Linked DNA regions of Drosophila melanogaster: region 2 is linked to region 1. Evidence: chromatin contacts called from public Hi-C data. All regions are on one chromosome and are shown on one strand. The core of a region is the stretch at or near the end of the contact, and the rest is flanking DNA. Distances in the headings are between cores, read along the strand shown. Region 1 holds the start of CalpB (Calpain-B). Region 2 holds the start of Dronc (Death regulator Nedd2-like caspase).

The links. A called contact is a pair of places that touch in the nucleus more often than the background predicts.
Region 2: a contact with region 1 is called in a Hi-C map of the Kc167 cell line, with 8 times the contacts expected there. A contact is called at or near these places in 22 of 107 Hi-C or Micro-C datasets (the Clone 8 cell line, the D17-c3 cell line, the Kc167 cell line and 11 more) and 5 of 7 datasets of targeted methods (the Kc167 cell line and the S2 cell line).

What each region holds. Positions count from the first base shown.
Region 1 is chr3L:9,886,444-9,890,028 of dm6, forward strand. CalpB (Calpain-B) reads left to right here and starts at 2,319. Exons shown (of 3, transcript NM_079292.5): 1 at 2,319-3,585. The coding sequence starts at 2,841. It overlaps Taf2 (TBP-associated factor 2), which reads right to left and starts at 2,240. Exons shown (of 6, transcript NM_168387.3): 1 at 2,077-2,240; 2 at 1,959-2,013; 3 at 131-1,896; 4 at 1-72. The coding sequence starts at 2,126.
Region 2 is chr3L:9,966,223-9,970,179 of dm6, forward strand. Dronc (Death regulator Nedd2-like caspase) reads left to right here and starts at 2,257. Exons shown (of 2, transcript NM_079293.4): 1 at 2,257-3,112; 2 at 3,622-3,957. The coding sequence starts at 2,666. bma (black match) reads left to right here. Exons shown (of 20, transcript NM_001382075.1): 20 at 1-1,076. CG6685 reads right to left here and starts at 2,095. Exons shown (of 4, transcript NM_001274742.1): 1 at 1,883-2,095; 2 at 1,612-1,819; 3 at 1,465-1,558; 4 at 381-1,399. The coding sequence starts at 2,072. The coding sequence ends at 1,250.

The DNA of each region.
Region 1 (3,585 bases), core at 1,069-3,568:
GGCTGTTCGATTATGAGGTCGCGCAGCAGAATCATTTCGGGATCGAGGCGGATCCAAAGCACAGGTGAGTCGCTATGTAATAGTAAAAGTTAACAAAATTGTTTAATCATATATTCGATAAAAAACTTACTCCATGGCTGATAAATCCATATCCACTTCCTCACCGGTGCACAAGGGGATCTTCTTCTTTTTGTTACGCCTGCTCTTCGAGTGGCAAGTGATATCGGACTTTACCAGGGTACTCTCAATCTGCAATGTGTGCTTAAACGTTCCATCCAACTCCTGCAGCTGCACCATCAATGGACCATTGTATTTTCTAATTCCCCGCTGATTAACATAGTCCTGGCGGATTTCCAGTTCAATCGTGTTTCTCTTGCGATTGAACACAGATGTGAGCGAAAACTTGGCGTGCCCTCCAGTGCGCACCCACTGGTCCATGAAGACAGACATATCTTTTCCGGTTACGGTGAAGATGGCCTTGATAAAAATGTTGGTCGAGATGAGCAGCTGAGACCAGAGTCCTGCACCGATCTTTGTCGTTGCCGCACTTGAAGCCAAAGCCAATTGCTTATTGAACACCTGAATCAGCAGCTCCTGCCCGATGCGGTTCTCCAGCATCCGGATTACGAAATGCGCTTTCCTTCGCATCGCCTCCACATACTTCGGCGATACGGTGTGCAAACTCTTGATGGGAAAATAGTGGACAATCTCCTGCTGTTTGCTGGAAGCCGCCGATTGATTTGTGCCCGAAACAGGCAAAGGAGCTGGCGGCTGACTGCAATCGAGAATAATGCCGCCATACTGCTCCTCGTAGCGAACGACACGCGCCAGTTCAGATTGCACCCAAGCACGGTACTCGTTGTTGCCGAAGCACTTCCTGGAATACAATCCACACAGGTACTCCGCAATGCCCTTGGCCAGCCAGGTGTCCGACCAATGATGGGATGTAATAAAGCAGCCGAAGAATTGCTCAGCCACAGCGCGCGACATAAAGGTTCGAGATATATAGGTCTGATCGATGATAGCTATGGAGTGCAGCAGATTCACCGAAGCAATGCTCATAGTGGCATAGGCACTTATGTCCGTGTCCAATTCGTCTACAAACACTTGTTTGTAGCAACTGAATGGGTAGCGCGTAGATAAGGTCTCCTCGTAAAATTCAAATGCCTCGTGCAAATAGCGAACCGTATTTTTTAACAGCGGCAACAATCCGGGCAGACAAAAGTGGGTCACTTCATGCATGTGCGGATCCACGTAGATCTCAAACTGACCCACAGCCAGCGCAATATTTGGTGCACATACTGGTGTGCTAACCGAATAGTGGAAGGTTTTCTTTCGCAGATCTGGGGTCATAATGACTTCTAGAAGTTCTCCACACGAAACGGCGGTCATATTTTTGTCGACAGTGAACTCCAGCCGCCAGGTGCAGGGATCGGCGAAACTGTCCACGCAGGGAAACCACAATCTCGACGAGTTTTCATAGCAATTGGTGAACATATGCGAGCTGTTCATCTGTGTCTCCTCGTCCGTTGAAGCGGGTGGTATGACAAAATGTACGCCGCATTTGGGATTCTCCAACGAGAACTCGATGCGGATGCGCAGACCCTGACCCTCCTGGATCATAGAGTAGCCCTCGGGCGGAACCTGGATGAGCAGTTCGCCGTTGTTCACATCGGGATCGGTGTACTGGGCGGCGGTCAGATGATGCTTGGAGTAGACCTCCAGCGCGCGGCTCTTGTGCTCCTTGTAGCAGATGTTCTGGAAGGGATCGAAGTACGTGAAATCCGCCTGGCAGACATCGTTCAAAACGACGCTGTAGATTCTCAGCTGCTTGGCATTCAGGCGTATCAGGCGCAGATTCTCGCTGTTCGGCACAATGGTCAGCTCGACCACGCCCTAAAGGGAGGAGGTGTGTTATGTTTTGTACATATTTAAGTGTATCTAAGTTATATCCTTACGATTATGCTCCTCCGCTCGAAACTGATGCCCGTGAGGCTCACAACCTGATGCGCCGTGCTATTCAAAAGGGAGAACTCATTATTTTTGGATTCCTAACAGAGCAGGGTGAATACTTATAATTTAAACGGTCGCAGCGGCACCTCGGGCACCTCAGGTTGCGTTTCCATCGCTCAAATGCCGGTTCTGCGCCAGAATTTATTAACTAATTTGCGTTTGTTATAAAAAAAAACACAGCACTGTTTAACTTCTTCTTCTTCTATTGAAAATGCCGACAGGGCTAAAAAAATACCAAATTCATTCGGATAAAGATGGCAACTCTGCGCGACAATGTAGCCCTGCTCGCCTTTTTTTAACCCTCGAAACGTGTTGGGTCTTCAATATTGACACTAATTTAATAGTTTACGTTCGTAAACAATATAGACTACATAACTACTTCTCTAATACCATAAAAATACATTTTTTAGAAAACTAAAATTTATTAAAAGCTATATTTGTTTTTATTGAAACTGTTTAATAAAACAAAATTAATATTTCTATAATATATTTTCTGAGTTAATAAATGAATTAGAATGTTATAAATATTTCATTCTGCATTTTCAAAGCTTTTTTGATTGCACATGCATATTCAAAGAAAATTTATACAGAACGCGCAAGGGTTAAAGATTATGAATCATTTACCGAGAAAGTTAAATTTGGATACTTCTCCCATTTAAAGCGTACGATTCTCAGCGAGTCAGCAGTTTTACCACGGCAGCGAGTTAATAAACATCTGGATATCATCCAGTTCCGTAGTTTTAGCCGATTTGCAACGCCATTAGTAGTTAGATTTAGGGAAAAACCAGTGCGTGGACGAGGAAAACCACAGCGAAAAACCAGTAAAAATGTACGGCATTGATAATTACCCCAAGAATTATCATGCCAGTGGCATTGGCCTTGTCAATTTGGCGGCCTTGGGCTACAGCAAGAATGAAGTCAGCGGCGGGAACGAAGGAGGAGGAGCTCCCAAACCCAAAGCGGGTCTCTACCCCTCGTTGCCCTATCCATCATCCGAATCCGTGGGCGGAATGCCATATGTGGTAAAGCAGACGAGTCATGCCCAGAATGCTTCGTATGCGGGACCCACCATGGGCATGGGAATGCCCGTGCCAGAAGCCCCCTCAGCGCCGGCTCCATACCCCAGTGCCACGCCATACCCTGGATCAGGACTTTATCCTAGTCTGCCATCAGCCAACGTATCATCGCTGCCGTACCCCACTGCGCCTATGGCGCCCTATCCAACCGGAATGCCCTATCCAACTGGCATGCCGCAGCCCAATCTACCCTATCCGGCGGCTCCGCTCGCACCATATCCATCTGCCATGCCCGGTTTGCCCGGTATGCCAATGCCGTACGCTCCCATGCCAACGAGTCCGGCTCCCCAGCACAATATCGGATTCCCAGCACTACCATATCCCACGGCACCGCCACCGGAAAGTGCTCCAACCCAGGAGGAGGAACCTTCCGTCGGCGTGGCCGAGCTAAGCTTCACCAGCGTGAAGGTGCCCGAGAACCAGAACATGTTTTGGATGGGTCGCAAGGCCACTAGTGCCCGGCAGAACAGCGTAAGCAAAGGCGATTTCCAATCGC
Region 2 (3,957 bases), core at 1,007-3,506, 80 kb after region 1:
CACTCTACTTTATATACACATACTCGAATGATATGAATAAAAGTATGAATTACACGAACGGGAACGGGACAATCAAAATTCAAGCGACACTAAAACTAATTCTATATCAACTATCAACTAACAAACAATTGCAATTTTAAGTTACGTTGTTGTCGTTCGTTGTGTTTGTTCGATTCGTTGGATCTGCGTTTGGTTAATGCCAGCTAATTTGATCCTGAAACTCCAGCATATCCTTGCCATGCACCTGAAATTGCTTTGCATTTTGTTCGGTCCGAATTTGTTGTTTATTTATTTCACCTTAGACAAGCATATCGATATGGTTTACTAGCGTTTAATCGTACGTATATATAATTAGATTTACTTAATTTTAATTAATGTTTACGCGACAAGACAGAAACCTAAACACAAGAAACAAAAAAAAAAATTTAAAAATGAAAAAATTAAAAACAAAATCTAAATCAAAGAAAAAGGGGAAAACCAAAAGCTCAAACTGGACTGAACATTTAAGAGTTATATTATGTACATTATTGAATTGCATTTGATTGTGTGAAGATCGTTTTAGTGCTAGTAACTGCGCCTAAAACAAAAGGGTATTATATTTGTATTCGAATTTGTATGTAATTCTGATCGTATGTACGTTATGTTATCGTAAGTGTACCATCCTAGATCCTCTAATGAATTGAATTGAAATGAAGCCAACTCTGTCTCTTGTGATTCTATTGTGATGCTATGGGAGTCAAGCAGCACTCAACTGTTTTTATGCCTCTTAAAGTTTAAAACAAAGCTAATCGTAGCAAAACCTAAAACTAAACTACCTATCTCTACACTAGTCTATGCAATGCTAATTGGCAGCCCCAACAATTGAAAACAATCATGCACAATAAATGTTATGCAATTGAGAGAATCCAAAGGCCAAAGACCCACAACTTTTTCTTACACTACTCGAAGTAATTGTGTACAACTAAAGGAATTCTAGATTTTAAATGTGCTAAAACTGTTTATAGTCAAGTACTTAATTAAGAGTGTAATTATCAAATATTAATACGTACAAAGGTTGGGGCATTTGGCATAGTAATACTAATAATGTATAAACGTGGGATCCGATGATTTGATTGATGATAATGGAGCGGTGCAAATGCGTGTGACAATGTACGTATGTAACAAACAATTGAATTTAAATGTTTAATAAATGTGTGGAAATGAATAAATGCTCTGTGTGCTAAATTCCTCAATTACTCAATAACAGCCTCTACGTTAGCTTCTCGTCCAGGAATAGTGGATCCAAACTGCACTTTTGCCGCTGTTCCATGTAATCCAAAAACTGGTGGTCAAATAAACGCTGCCCCATGCTGCGTGCCACATCGTCGGATTCGTCGGTGTTTGCCTTCTCTATGAGCAGCTGTTGGCATTAGGATTTCCTTTTTTTTTAACTATTTTGGAAAGTTGATGCAGCCTTCTGCTCACCTCAATTTCCTTGGACAAAAATTCTTTGGTCGCATCGCTCATCTTCTTTTGCGGCTGGCCCATCAAAGCGTTTTCCAGAAACTTGTAGGCCTCACTGAAAGTACCACAATGCTAAATACAAATGTAGTTTATCAAAACCATTCCTACTTCAAGTCAATGCCGTTCAGTTCCGTTGGCGATGGCTTTGTCTCATTTTGGATTATGGAGTTCACAACGACGGCTGCTTCGAATTCGCAGAGTTCAGCGAGTTGCGAACTTTTCATGAGCTCCAGCCACTGGTTAATGTTGTTTAAGCTAACGGAGTCGCAGTTTTTCACCATTTCCTCGCCCTTGCCAATCATGTCGGCCACATACTCTAGAAAAGGGATTGGGGGACAATGTACTTTTATTGCATTATGCATGTTTTAAGAAAACTCACGGAGAATGCCATTCGAATTATTTTGATTTTGCTGCTTGGCTGCTTCGAGCAGGATTTGCTGTGAGTAGCCCAGTCTGTTTAGTTGCCTTTGCAGCTTAACTTTCACCTCTCTCGGAATCCTTGCAGGCTTTTCTGCGCCTTTTTGCGCGGAGTTTTTCGGTTCCGGCGTAAATTGTTGCTCCTCCTCCATTTCTTTTGTTTATGTTTACGGTTTGTTAGGCTGACCCCATATGGTATTTGGTATTTAGTATTAAATTGAATCATTTGATGCGGCAATGAAGGAATGGTGGAATAAGTGGAACATGGAGACGGTTCATGTCATGGATTTATCCCGGACGCGTTCTCTGGTTAAAATGGCGCACCCACAAGCAGCCACACCAATCCCAAAGTTTCATTTATTAGTTTAGTGGCGAGTTTGGCGGCGCGAAACGCTCGTTGGTCCTTTTGTTTCGAAAGAAATCCTATTCGAAGATCCCCGATCCTTGCTAGGATCATCTAGTGCAATATATAGACTAGTTAATTTACTTTTGGAAAAATAAGGACACCAGCAGGGCCGCCGATTTGTGCCCCTTTCTTGAAAGTCGCAAAACAAAAACAACGACGACAACAACAAAGCGGAGACAAAGAATCGACAAGTAGCGATAAACGAAATCATTCCCGGGAAAACCTTGGAGACGGGTGATTCACTGCCAATACCACTGCCAATTGGAGACTGATCACGGCAGCCATCCTTGGCGCGCCCAATAAGCGGAGTCACCGGAACGCGTGGAAGCCATATCCGGAATGCAGCCGCCGGAGCTCGAGATTGGAATGCCGAAGAGGCATCGCGAGCATATACGCAAGAATCTGAATATACTGGTTGAATGGACGAACTACGAGCGTCTGGCCATGGAGTGCGTGCAACAGGGCATCCTAACCGTTCAGATGCTAAGAAATACGCAGGATCTCAATGGCAAGCCATTCAACATGGACGAGAAGGATGTGCGTGTGGAGCAGCATCGTAGGCTCCTATTGAAGATCACCCAGCGTGGTCCCACCGCCTATAACCTGCTGATCAATGCACTGCGCAATATCAATTGTCTGGATGCGGCCGTTCTATTGGAATCCGTCGATGAGTCCGATTCAAGGCCACCCTTTATCTCGCTAAACGAACGGAGAACCAGCCGGAAGTCGGCCGATATTGTGGACACACCCTCACCCGAAGCCTCCGAAGGACCCTGCGTTAGCAAGGTAATGAAAATAAAATCATACGAAAGCTTTGATGGTGAAATTGCAGCTCAGGTCATTGACCCTGATTTCTACAAAAAACCGGTTTATGGCACAATTTATTTGCATTTTTTTTTTTAGGTTTGTTAATTGAGTTATTCCTATTGGAATGAGATTAGAAAAGGTATCTTTAAGAATTGTAAATGGACTCAATGATGAATACTACTTTGGTACATGTGCACAGTATTATTTGCTTCTCTTTCAGAAGTTAGTTCGTGTATGAGATTCTTGTTTTCCATTTTTTTTGGAAGCATGAATCACATCCATTCTACTTACCTATCCCAATTATTCTTTTAGTAGGATTTGTTTTTAACCAGAATCTTATCGCAATATTGCTGGCAGCTGTGTTTATATAGCACGAATGTTGATTACTTCTTTGTCTGCCACATTAACCGTGCAATGAAAATATAATATATATATTGAAAATCTTATCTTTATTGTAATTTGTTCTTTCTTTCTCTCTCCTACCAAAGCTCCGGAATGAGCCGCTGGGAGCACTCACCCCTTATGTGGGTGTCGTTGACGGTCCCGAGGTAAAAAAATCGAAAAAGATACATGGTGGGGATAGTGCCATATTGGGCACATATAAGATGCAATCACGTTTCAACCGAGGCGTTTTGCTAATGGTTAACATAATGGACTATCCGGATCAAAACCGTCGACGGATCGGAGCCGAAAAGGACAGCAAGTCGTTGATACACTTGTTTCAAGAACTGAATTTTACGATTTTCCCCTATGGGAACGTGAATCAGGATCAGTTCTTTAAACTTCTGACAATGGTGACCTCCTCGTCGTATGTGCAGAATACC